3 separate regions of the Mus musculus genome follow, and all the other regions are linked to region 1. The links are chromatin contacts, called in public promoter capture Hi-C maps. All regions are on one chromosome and are shown on one strand. The core of a region is the stretch at or near the end of the contact, and the rest is flanking DNA. Distances in the headings are between cores, read along the strand shown.

Region 1 (3,631 bases), core at 554-3,053:
CTGTTAGCCCCAGCCTGCAGCGTTTGCTTTGGCCATTGGGGGAAAGAGCACTTTGTGGAAAGCCAGCCTTCCCGGCCAAGCGCCTATTTTCGTCCTGAATCTGTTGGGTCCAGCCTGAAGGTTGGCTCCAGGATCAACAGAGGCCATGGAAAATGGGATTGGATGCCTGGCAGACATCACTGTGGGCTTTGCCTTCCTGACCAGGTTATTTAGCCCGGAGCCCATGAAGGCAGGCACATTGTGGAGCTAAGGACCTTGCAGCATCAGAACCAGAAAGAGCTAGTTTGTTTGCATGGTCCCTCTTTCCTAGCTGTCTGGTCTCTTAAGGTGGATGTAGAGCAAGGCTTAAAGACTCTCTGACAGAGAGTCTCCAAAGTATCTGAGATCTTCTAAGTGAAAGGCTATCAAGCTATAGGGTTAGTTGTCTTTCCCAGCTAAAAATCCAGGCCTCATGAGATTCAGTATGTTAATGATTTTGAGAACACTCCTGGTTTCTATGTGCCTATTCAACTCTGTCTTGGTGACAGGAAAGTGACCCTATGTGTATATAACCAAAGAAGCATGAAGCCCTTGCTTTGCTTTAAAAGGGGGTTATTTAAAATGTCAAGACCATTCTTAGCTGAACAAAAATAGACAGTAGGTTAGATATAGCCTGTGAGTTCTAGTTTGCCTTTATTAACTACTGCTCTAGAGGTCAGAACAGAAACTATGGGGCCAAACTGGGAATATTTGGCTCCAATAGAAAAGGGATAACCAGAGTTATAGGAAAATGAAATTTGTTTCCCAGGAAATTACAACCACTGCCTTACAAAAAAAAGATAGAAAAGATATTCAAAAGGCACTGATTAGGGATGTCATGGGAAGAGTCTAAGGCCTGACCAGGGATTGGTTTTCCTCTTTAATGTCTATAGGATGGCCACCATGTCAAAATGTTTTCTCTTCTATGTATCCATCATTTCTCACCCACTCACTTCTATGTTTATATTTGCTAGGTCTTTATACACGAGCCACTCCTCCTTGACTACCATGTGTTGATAATTGCCTCAACTTGTTCCTAATTTTTCATGCATCTTATTTTCTATTCAGAAACTAAGGGGTTAATGTCAAAAGGGCAAGGTTCGCTGGGCAGCTGCTGCACTGTTGCCTAGCAACCCTGAGGGACAGCTCAGAATTTCTGCAAAAGCTTTTGTGGAAAGATGGTCTGATCCAACTATCAGGGCAGAGTAAAGAGCAAAGGAGATAATGTATGTTGAACCCATGATAAACCAAGAAACAGGATCTGATTCTGTCTCACAGAATGTTGGCTCTTCCTTTATGTCACTAGGAGGAAATTAAATTTGCTTAAAGAGATTTCAGCTCGTTCTGCTCCCCTCCTTTCCCCCAGTGGTTTGGTCCTGCTTCTCAGAACAGCATCCTTTCCACTAAACCTCCAGAGTGGCCTGCTCCTGTCTCACAGATTATTAGGCCCTTTCTGCTTTTATTTTTCCAGGTAGTTATTTAGCTAACACCTAGAGTGATTTGATTGTGTCTTACACTAAACCATCCCCACTCGGTTCCCTGTTCACTGCAGTGGTTTGCTCCTATCTGCTGAGCATCAGCATCTTTCCCCTCCTGTCTCACAGGAATGATTAGATACTGCGTCACGGAGCATCAGGCTTTTAGCCCCTCCCCCGGGGTCCACAGTGGTTTGATCCTACCTCATGGACTATTAGGCTCTTTCTGATTCCCCCTCTAGCATCACCATTACTAATGGTATGGTCCTTAGCATCAGGTCCTTTTTGTCCCCCACTGGTCTTCTGAGCAGACTTGACGCAGTTTCATCTCATTCCTGAGGTATCCTGAGCCCCTCAGTGCCATACTTCTGCGTGAGTGCTGTGAACTGGAGCAAATGGGTTGAAAATGGCCAGAAGTTGCTCTTGGTCTCTTTAGATCTTTTATGACAAAGAAAAAAATTGAATTTCTGACCAGTTAAAATCCATTTGAGCCAGTTTAAGCTAATTATGCAGAACTGGAGCCTGAGGTCGGTAAATCCAGGAAGATGGCTGAATACTATGCTGACTCAAGTACAGACAAGGAGCCAGGTATTTATAAAAGTTGAAAGTAATCTGAGAGAAGGAAAAAAGTCTGATTAAGGAAGCAGGAAAATATAGGAAGTAGGGTTGGTAGAGGGAAGGCTCAGAAGAGGTTGGTGCAACCAGAAACAATTTTTTTTTAGAGGTTGAGAGGTCATTTCTAGGAAGCAATGCAGGGTTTGGGGCTCTAAATTCAGGTGTCTAGGAGACAGTCTGAATGCTGACATCATCTGGTAGGCTGGAGCTGAGACTGGGTGATTTGTGGTGCAGTGATGCTGTCTGGCTCTGCAGGCCTGCTCCTAGGCCATTCTTTATATGTGTGTCACCTCAGGCTTTTTGATAGTTCCAAGCCTACAAATGGCCATCCTTTCACCTCTTTAACTGAGCTGGTCATTTAAATTAGGAGGGAGTGAGCAATTTTGAAGAAATAGCAAATAAGAATAAGTAAGACAGGTGTGCATGAATGAGTTGATTAGAATTGAGTTGGGGCGCTCACTTTCTAATTTCTGTTTCAGCAGGGTAGTTGGGGAAGTGGCAGGTTGAGAATAGTACCTCTTTTCTCATCCCTGGCATGGGTTATCCTCAGGGCTGTAGGTTGATGTAGAAACTAGCATATGTGGTCTGGATTTCTGTCATGTGCCTGTGTTCCTGCTCTTTGTGGGGAGTGCAGTGAAAAGGTTGAGGCTGAGGCATGGAGGATGAAAACAATGATATTTTCACAGACTGCAGCATTTCTGATGCAGTGGGACAGTGGGCAGGCCTGATGACTTGATGACGACTGATGTTCTGCTGCAAGATGGAGGGTGGGGTTGGAGCTGGCTGGTGCAGCTGCTAGGGGGTGCATGTGATTCTCTGGCTCCCTTCTTGGAAGCAGCAAAAGAAAGCTTTCCTAGAATGATCTAGAAACTTGGCTGCCTGGGAGGGAAGTTGATCTTTAATATAAATATATGTTTGGAGAATTTGTTAGGATTCTGTATGTTTAGGAAGGTTGCTTCAGTTAGCCACTGCCCATTTCTCCAAAGGGAGGATGGCGGCCATTTTACTGAAGGCAGCTGAATGGCCTTTCCAGGATTGAGGTGGAAAAATTAGAAGGTTTAGAGTCAGATAACCCAGGCTTTGAGTGTCATCCCTGTTATTTGCTATGTGAACTTTGAGTAAATTAACCTCCTAATACTTGTTATGATATTTTATAGTCTTCCTTAGAGTTTCATGCCTTTGGGGGCAAAGTAGCTGACATTCAACCTTTTTGTTTTTATTGATCTGGATTGTGTGGCAGAGATTATTTTTGTGTATGTGTATGTGCATATAGTTTATCCTGATACAGATAATTTCTTCCTAAATTATTTTAAATTAATGCTTCTCCACAAATGATACCACTGGACTTTTTTGAAGATCAAAGGGAAAATTACTTAATGGAGATTTTTATAAACTATAAAACATATATGAGAATATTTGCTGTTTTTATGATAACTTGTTGATTATTACCCAAGCAGTACTGGAGAAACCCAGTGTAAAATTCTTCTGGTGTTACACACTCACAGCTTTCTTGGATTCCAGCT
Region 2 (3,631 bases), core at 307-2,806, 370 kb before region 1:
TCCTTCCTTCCTTCCTTCCTTCCTTCCTTCCTTTCTTTCTTTCTTTCTTTCTTTCTTTCTTTCTTTCTTTCTTTCTTTCTTTCTTTCTTTCTTCTGAGGACTCCAGACGCAGCTCTAGAAAACCATGGATAGAATGCGAAGATGGGAAGGATAGGAAAAAAATGAACCGTGTCCTGCTTGAGGGTAGCAGAGCTTCGGACTGGCTTGGGGGCAGAAAGTGCGCTTCTTGCATTACAAGGACCTAGGGAGGAAGCCGAGGACACTGCGGCGGAGGAGAAAGGCTAGCTGTCACCACACCTGTTTGATGGCTTAATAATGAATAGGAAATTGAAAATAAAAAACCCGGCAAATTACAGAAGAGGGAACACAGTTGCTTAGAAGCCTAAAGATTGCCGTCCCAGATCAAGGTTTATATTAATCGTGTAATTAGTTCTGTATGGCGATGCAGGCAGCTGGGTGCTCTGAACAATCTGTACAGTCGCAGGCTGGCAGAGGCAATCTTGCCTGGAGATTAGACATTTCCTGTTTCTGGGGCTGGCAGTGGGTTCGGGGCAGTTCCCTCACGTGGGCGAGGAGTAAGTTCTGGGCAAAAGATACCCAAGACTTGTTCATAGGCAGTGGGCACCCCAAGGTTTTTCTAGATTCTCAGCTCCCAGGCTCCCAGGCTCATGCTGTGCTGCCTGGATTGGCTTCTACCCTGGGCAGAGCCACCCCTGAGGATGACCAGTGCCATGACGGCCGGATCCCCGTCAGATAAAAGTGATTTGGGTAAGGGCCGCTGGCCCGTGGAGGCTCCTGCTCTGGGCGATCAGTCGCGACGGGTCTGCCACCCTTAAGACTCCTCTGGCCGCGGTCCCCTGCCTCCTAGTCGAGGACTTCGGCTCCTCTCCAGACTCCACCTGCTTCCCTCGGAGACCCGACGATGGGCTCTCACGGGGAACCCCTTGCTCCGGGAGGAGGGAGGGTGGAGCGGCTGGAAGAGGCCGCACCGCGAGGCGCCTCCGCCCCCTCCGGGGAGCGTCGCGGGGCGCGGGGGGCCACCGAGTCCCCGCCAGGCTTAGGGCCCTGCCACCGCATCCCACCCCGACGGGTCCGGACGGCGTCCGGTGCTAGAAGGTTCGGGGGGACCCCTGCGGGACAGCCCCGCGTCGACGGCTCCCTAGTCCGCGGTCCGTCCGCTCCCTCTCCCCCACCACCCCTCCACGGCCGGGTCCTCACCGAAGCGGCTGTGGTCGTGGCGGGTGCCGTGCACCGTGCCGTTGGGGAAGATCTCAAGGTGGAAGCCGGTGCGGCAGTAGAGCTGGCGGCGCCGCAGGATCCCCTTCAGGTGGGCGAAGTCTGTGGGCGAGCCGCGCTGCAGCTTCCCCTCGATCTGGCCCAGGCGCTCGTTCAGGAAACCCGGGGAGTCAGCTAAGGGCACGTTCCCCAGAGAGGAGGAGAAGCCGTGCAGGTCCCAGTCCAAGGAGGCAAAGACGCCCCCGACCTCCGCCATGGCGGGGCCGGCGGCGGCGCGGGCCGAGCCGGGGCCCCGGGGCGCGAACTGCCTGTCTTGGCGGCGGGCGCGGGCGGGCGGGTCGGCGGCGCTCGCTTGCTCGCTCGCTCGCTGCTCGGCTCCGCGCTCTGCCCAGCTGCAGCACACGTCTGTTCGCGTCCAAAGAACTTCTCAGCGGCGGGGAGCGTGGGGCAGCGCGCTCCTGACCTTGCTCTCAGTTAAAGTTCGGCTTCCCCTCCGCATCCATCTCTCCTGGCCTCTCATAGCTGGCTTCCTGGAGCTATCAGATGCAAATGGCACTTTATATACGTACCCACTCCCCTTCCATTGACATATTGGATATTTAAATACAAGCCACACCTCACTGGCATCCCCTCAGAGATTGGTGTGTGGGTTCTTTCCTTTTTTCCCCCCTTCTCGTATCCATTTGGCTCTTTTTGGGAGAGGGGGGTGGAGGCGGGGAGCGAGCGAGCGAGCTTCACTCCCTCTTTTATTATGAAAAAAATGGCAGGAAAAAGCTACACATTGCAGTGAGGCATAACTGCTTTTGGCAGGTTTTCTTAAACTGCTGATGAAATAACGGAGCCCAGTACGTGGAGGCCATTGGCGACCACGGCCACGCAGGCTAGTTCCTCCGGGGTCTGTCTGTCGGTCTGCTGCAAGGGCCACCCCCGCCTCCCACGCATCCTCCCGCTGCTCCCCTCTGGGAAGTGCCGGAGACCGGGGCTGGGGGGAGGGAGTCCTCGCGCTGTTGAGCTCCTCTTCTCTGGCCCAAAAGAGGCTGCGGAAGGGGTATCTGGCCCGGGACAGGGGCGCTCCAGCTCCTTTGTTCTGCTGCCCTTTAGTCCCACTCCCCACCTGTAGGTCCACAGGGGTCTGAGGAAGCGAAAACGTTCTGGAAGCCAAACGCAGTTGCAGCTGTAAGGTCTTGAGAGGTGGTGGAGGTCCCTGCAGGCACCAAAGGGTGGGGGCGCTTAAAGGGTCTGGGAGGAGCGGGAAATCCCAGAGGGAAAGAAGACTTTTTAAAAAGGACGTTGTGGCTTAGACATAGAGGGGTGGAGGCTAAGACATAGAAAGCGATCTTTTTGAAAAATGATCTCCATGGATTTCTGGGCGCGCTTTTACAAGGCTCAGGAGAGCAAGCTCTGTGAGAGGCCATTGGAAGCCTGGTGGGGGCTCTCCCCCTATACACCTCTTTTCTTGTTGGAAACAGGTGTTTCCTCGCTCTGTCCTGTGCCCTGTTCCAAGAAACTCTATCAGGAAGAGCGGCCGTCAGGGGTGGGAACTGGCGGCTGCCAGAAAGAGAGGCTGGGTGGAGAGGACCTGGCGAGCAGGTGCCTGCCTGCCGCAAGCCCCTGCATCTCTGCCCCGCACCTGAACCCCACGGTCCCTCTGGGCCTCTGGCGCTCGCCTCCTTCTTCCTTATTAAATGGCGTTGTTGCTTGCAGTTTTCACACGCAGCAGGCGCTGGCCGCCTTCCCAGGTTCTGGTAGTGACTGAACCCCCAATCCTACCCTTCGGCGCCTTTACTGCGCCTCCTGCTGGAGACCCCACCGAGCCACAAGTTCAAATTCAGGGTTACCATAAAATGAGTAAACAAGCCTCCCCACAACTCAGTGCAATTTGAGGCCCTACTCTAAGGCTCCACGTGCACCCTGTGCTCACATCCTGGACCCATAGCAATTCTTAGTTTGGAACAGCACTGTGGCTTGTTTCTGCTGTGCTTCTTTAGCTCAGAGGGACTCTCCTGGGCCAAGCGCAATGCCTGGCACATATAGACACTCAAAGGAAAGATGCTTTCAGCAACAGTGAACACACATGCAAGTTATCATACAGTTTTAATGGACCCCCACACACAAGCAAAAGGTGGAATCTAGAGGCTGGAGAGATGGCTCGGTGTTTAAGAGCACTGGCTGCTCTTCCAAATGGACCCAGGCTCAATTCCCAGCACCACATGGCAGCTCACAACTGTCTGTAACTCCAGTTCCAGGGGATCTGACACCCTCACATCCACATACGAGCAGGCGGAACACCAATGAGCATAAATAAAAATAAATAAAAGAAAAAAGGTGGAATCTAGAGAATGGAGAGCTCAGCGTTGAAAATCAAGTAGTTCTCTTTTAGAGGACCCAAGTTCTG
Region 3 (3,631 bases), core at 463-2,962, 270 kb after region 1:
ATAGTCTTTGTCAATGAATTCCCTCATATCAGATTCCTTGATAGGGTACTTGGTCTGATCCTTCAGCAGCAGAAACTGCAACAATTCTGCTACGTTTTGCTCCATGGGATCCTGAGGCTTCAAGGTAAGAGCAACGCGGGAGGTGCCCAGGCCCATAATGGTGATGGAGTTGGAATTCTTACTGTCTCTCAGGACCTGGAAATCCAGGAAGCGGTCTTCACGCTTTGGGCGTACAGATGGATCCTTGGCCTTTTGCAGAGCACGGGAGGTGCTCTTGTTCCTGCGCTCAGAAGCACAGCAGCTCAGTGCTTCCTCGGGGTTATTAGCTTCAGTGGGCATCCCAGAAGCGCTAGGGCCCTCGGCAGCTAGGGACATCTGCGAGGTGCTCGACCCCTCCCCCAGGCAGTGCAGCTCCGAGGTGCTCCGGCCCTCCCCGCAGGGAAGCAGCTCACAGGATCCCTCCGCAGCGCATGGCGCCAGCGAGCTGCAGAAGCCCTCAGCAGAAATGGATGACAGGGACGAGCTCAGGCCCTCGGCTGAGGTGCTCGGGCTCTCACAAGCAGCTGATGGCACCGAGGTGCGCAGTCCCTTTTTGGAGGTGGGCGGCACGTTGACGTTACATCCCTCCATTATGATGGGCGACACCCAGGAGCTCTGGATCTCACCGGAGGGGGGCGACATGGAGGCGAACAGTCCCTCAGCGGAGGGGGGCGGCGCAAAGATGTCGGGTTCCTCCAAAGCGGAGAACAGCATAGAGATGCTCAGGCCCTCACCGAAGGTGGGCGGCAGGTTGATGCCCAGTCCATTAGAGTCAGTGGGCGGCACCGAAGTGCTTGGGTCCTCACTAACGGAGTAGGGCTCGTTGATACCCGGTCCCTCCGAGATGTTGGGCGACATAAAGATGCTCAAGCCCTCATCAGAAATGCCCGATTCCTCAGAGAAGGTGGGCGGCACCGAGATTCCCGGGCCCTCACCCAGGGTGGGCTCCATGTTAGGGCCCCCATCAGAGTGACGCTGCTCAGAGATGGCCAGCCCTTCTGAGACAGGGAGATGCTCATAGGCCTTTGAGCCTTTAGGAGCAGTGGGCGGCACAGGGCTATTCGGGCCCTCCGAGGCGGTGATTGACATAGCGGTGTTCAGCCCTGCGGAAACTGCAGGAGGCCGGGAGGCGCCCCGACCCTTCCTGGAGGTGGGCATCTCGGAGGTGTTCGGCCCCTGGGAAATGATGAACTGCCTAGGGGCGCTTGAGCCCTCTGAGGCGGTGGGCGGCACAGAGGCGCTTGGGCCCTCCCGGGGGGTGGGCAGCATGGAGGTGCCAGGGCCCTCAGAGGCGCGGAGGCCCTGGAGGATCTTAGGATCGTTGCGATCCCGAGGGACGTCTGGGCCTGGCACAGCAGCAGGGTGACCCTTCCCGTTGTTTCTGCGCGCATTGGCCCTTCCACCGCGGCGGCGGCGCGAATTCTGGCTTACCAGCGACATGGTCCTGTCGACCGACGTGTGGAAGCTGACACTGACAGGCCCGCGATCTCACAGACGAGGGGGAGAGGTATGTAGGCGCCTCTGCACGGAACTGCCGCTAGAGCAGGAATGCTGCTGCTGCCAGGCCCGAGCAAGTCGCAGGAGCAGAAATTAGAGGTGGTGGGCAAGAACGAAGGTTCTAGCCGACTGTGAACGCTAGTCTCAGAATGCTCGCCTCTCACACCCCGCCTTCTGCCGCAGTCCGCGCAGGCGCAGTTGGGCTCTGCGACAAGGCGACCCCGCCCAACCCAGCCTCTCCCGTGGGTTTGCGAAAGTGGACCTGGTGATTCTGCACCAAAACTGCGCAATGGCAGGAGGGAGGCTTTGATAGGAGACAAGGAGCTTGGAGCAGATGGGTAAATGGAGGTAATACTAGCTATTTCTCAAGAGTCAGGGTACCTACTAGAAGGTTTCTACCCAAGTGTCAGGTACTTGATAGATTTTCAAAATTGCATCCTAAGGATGCATTGGGGAAAATGTGCGTGGCGCATGGAAGGGTGCAGCTTTCATCCCCTCCCTTGTCTCCTCTGTCATTTTCTCTATCGAAACCTCTAATACCTCTCAAATTACTGCCCCTTCTCCAAAGGGCTGGGATTTAGTTCTACTTAGGAAACCTGTAGCTAGCTAGAAATTTTCACTGCACAGTCCCAACCCTTACCAATGTAGAAAAATGTAATCTCTTTTGTGGAGTCCTTCAATAGTGCTATTCCAACCACACCCAAAATTAATTATCCTAGGACAGTTAGTTAGCACCATGGGGTCTGTTAGAAAAACTCACTGTCAGGTTTTGAAAACTGCAATTAGCATGGTTTATGGAGGCAAGTCTCTGGGAAGGTTTCTATTAGTTACTAAAGAGCTACTGGAATATGAGCCAGCTAAAGCACAGGAAGCTGTCCAGAATTAGAAGGATAATGGATAGAAGGAAACATTTGGTTTCCTTATAGGGCCTCATGGTTACCTATGCTGCCAGTATTCTGCATGTTTCTGTGAAGTTAATCTTGTGTAGCTTTGTGCAGTACCAACTGGTTTTAACAGAATCAATCATATGGTGTCATATTCCAACAATATTTTATGTTATCCACATTGCATTCAGCACATGGGTCCACAAAATCGACTATGGGCCTATTACAGCATTACCTAAATATGTGCATATGATTAGCCTCTGAATCTTGGCTAATGTCTATGGTTAGGAGAACAGGCTCATTTTCATAAGTGAAACTTGTGGAGGAGCTTTCCCAAAGATTCTGCTACAGTCTATTAAAATCAAGCTGGTGAGAAGCAAGCCCAGAATGCAGTTAAAAATGCCATGCTATATTCTGCTGCAGCAGAAGACACGTGTACATTTGGGGAGTTGAGTGTTCCTTCTTGTTCACATTAGTGTGCATGAGAGTTCATGTTTCCTAATGACTGTCAAGCACACACAAAGAAGGGGCTCTTCCATGTGCCTGCACTAGAATTAAAAGAGATCACAATTTAAATAAAGTTGTTAATTTAATAGCTGCACACAAAATTATACCATGTACAATAGAACAGTCACATATGGAACACTCAGGGGTGGTCACATTATTTAAAAAATAAACACTAACTATCATACATTTGGCTTATTTCTGTTCCTTCTTATCATGACATAGCTATGTTTCAGTGAAGGACCACCTGCTCTATCATAACCACTGACAAGGAAACTCTTCTAGAGAGCTCATTTGTATAATTAAAAACAGCCTTTAGGATTCCTCCCTGGAGGTATAGCAGCACCAGCACACCAATGTATTTCTTCCCAAGTCAGCTTGAACACTATTATTCTCATTGCTGTATGTGAGGTGTGTGCTGAGAAACAGCAAATATTACTTGGCGAAGGCTGGACCAGGAAAGTAGAATTGTAATCCACAGCTTTTAGAAACCTCTTTAGAAAATCTACAATAAACCTCCCTGGAGCAAAACCAGATACACTCACCTGTAGCAAACCAGATCCTGTGAGATGTCATTTTGCTAGCATTGGTAATGACCTAGGAAGCTAAAGAATAACTTCTGTAACAACCAGCTCCAAATGTCCAGGACTTGATTAATAATTAACAACTTCCATAATTTTTGTGTATTCTTCTAACTTAGATCCAAC

The links. Promoter capture Hi-C pulls out the DNA fragments that hold promoters and counts their contacts.
Region 2: a contact with region 1 is called in a promoter capture Hi-C map of neural stem cells. The contact joins the promoter of Fgf16 here to the promoter of 5330434G04Rik in region 1. A contact is called at or near these places in 4 of 39 promoter capture datasets (cranial neural crest, embryonic stem cells, hippocampal neurons and 1 more), 1 of 484 Hi-C or Micro-C datasets (cortical neurons) and 2 of 115 datasets of contacts at active chromatin or transcription factors (forebrain and neural progenitor cells).
Region 3: a promoter capture Hi-C map of hippocampal neurons shows a contact between it and region 1, with 3 times the contacts expected there. The contact joins the promoter of Magee1 here to the promoter of 5330434G04Rik in region 1. A contact is called at or near these places in 4 of 39 promoter capture datasets (cranial neural crest, frontonasal cranial neural crest, hippocampal neurons and 1 more).

Annotation. Positions count from the first base shown.
Region 1 is chrX:105,389,926-105,393,556 of GRCm38.p6, reverse strand. 5330434G04Rik (RIKEN cDNA 5330434G04 gene) reads left to right here and starts at 1,803. Exons shown (of 5, transcript NR_015552.2): 1 at 1,803-2,081; 2 at 3,614-3,631.
Region 2 is chrX:105,762,402-105,766,032 of GRCm38.p6, reverse strand. It overlaps Fgf16 (fibroblast growth factor 16), which reads right to left and starts at 1,556. Exons shown (of 3, transcript NM_030614.2): 1 at 1,219-1,556. The coding sequence starts at 1,492.
Region 3 is chrX:105,118,459-105,122,089 of GRCm38.p6, reverse strand. It overlaps Magee1 (melanoma antigen, family E, 1), which reads right to left and starts at 1,712. Exons shown (of 1, transcript NM_053201.4): 1 at 1-1,712. The coding sequence starts at 1,479.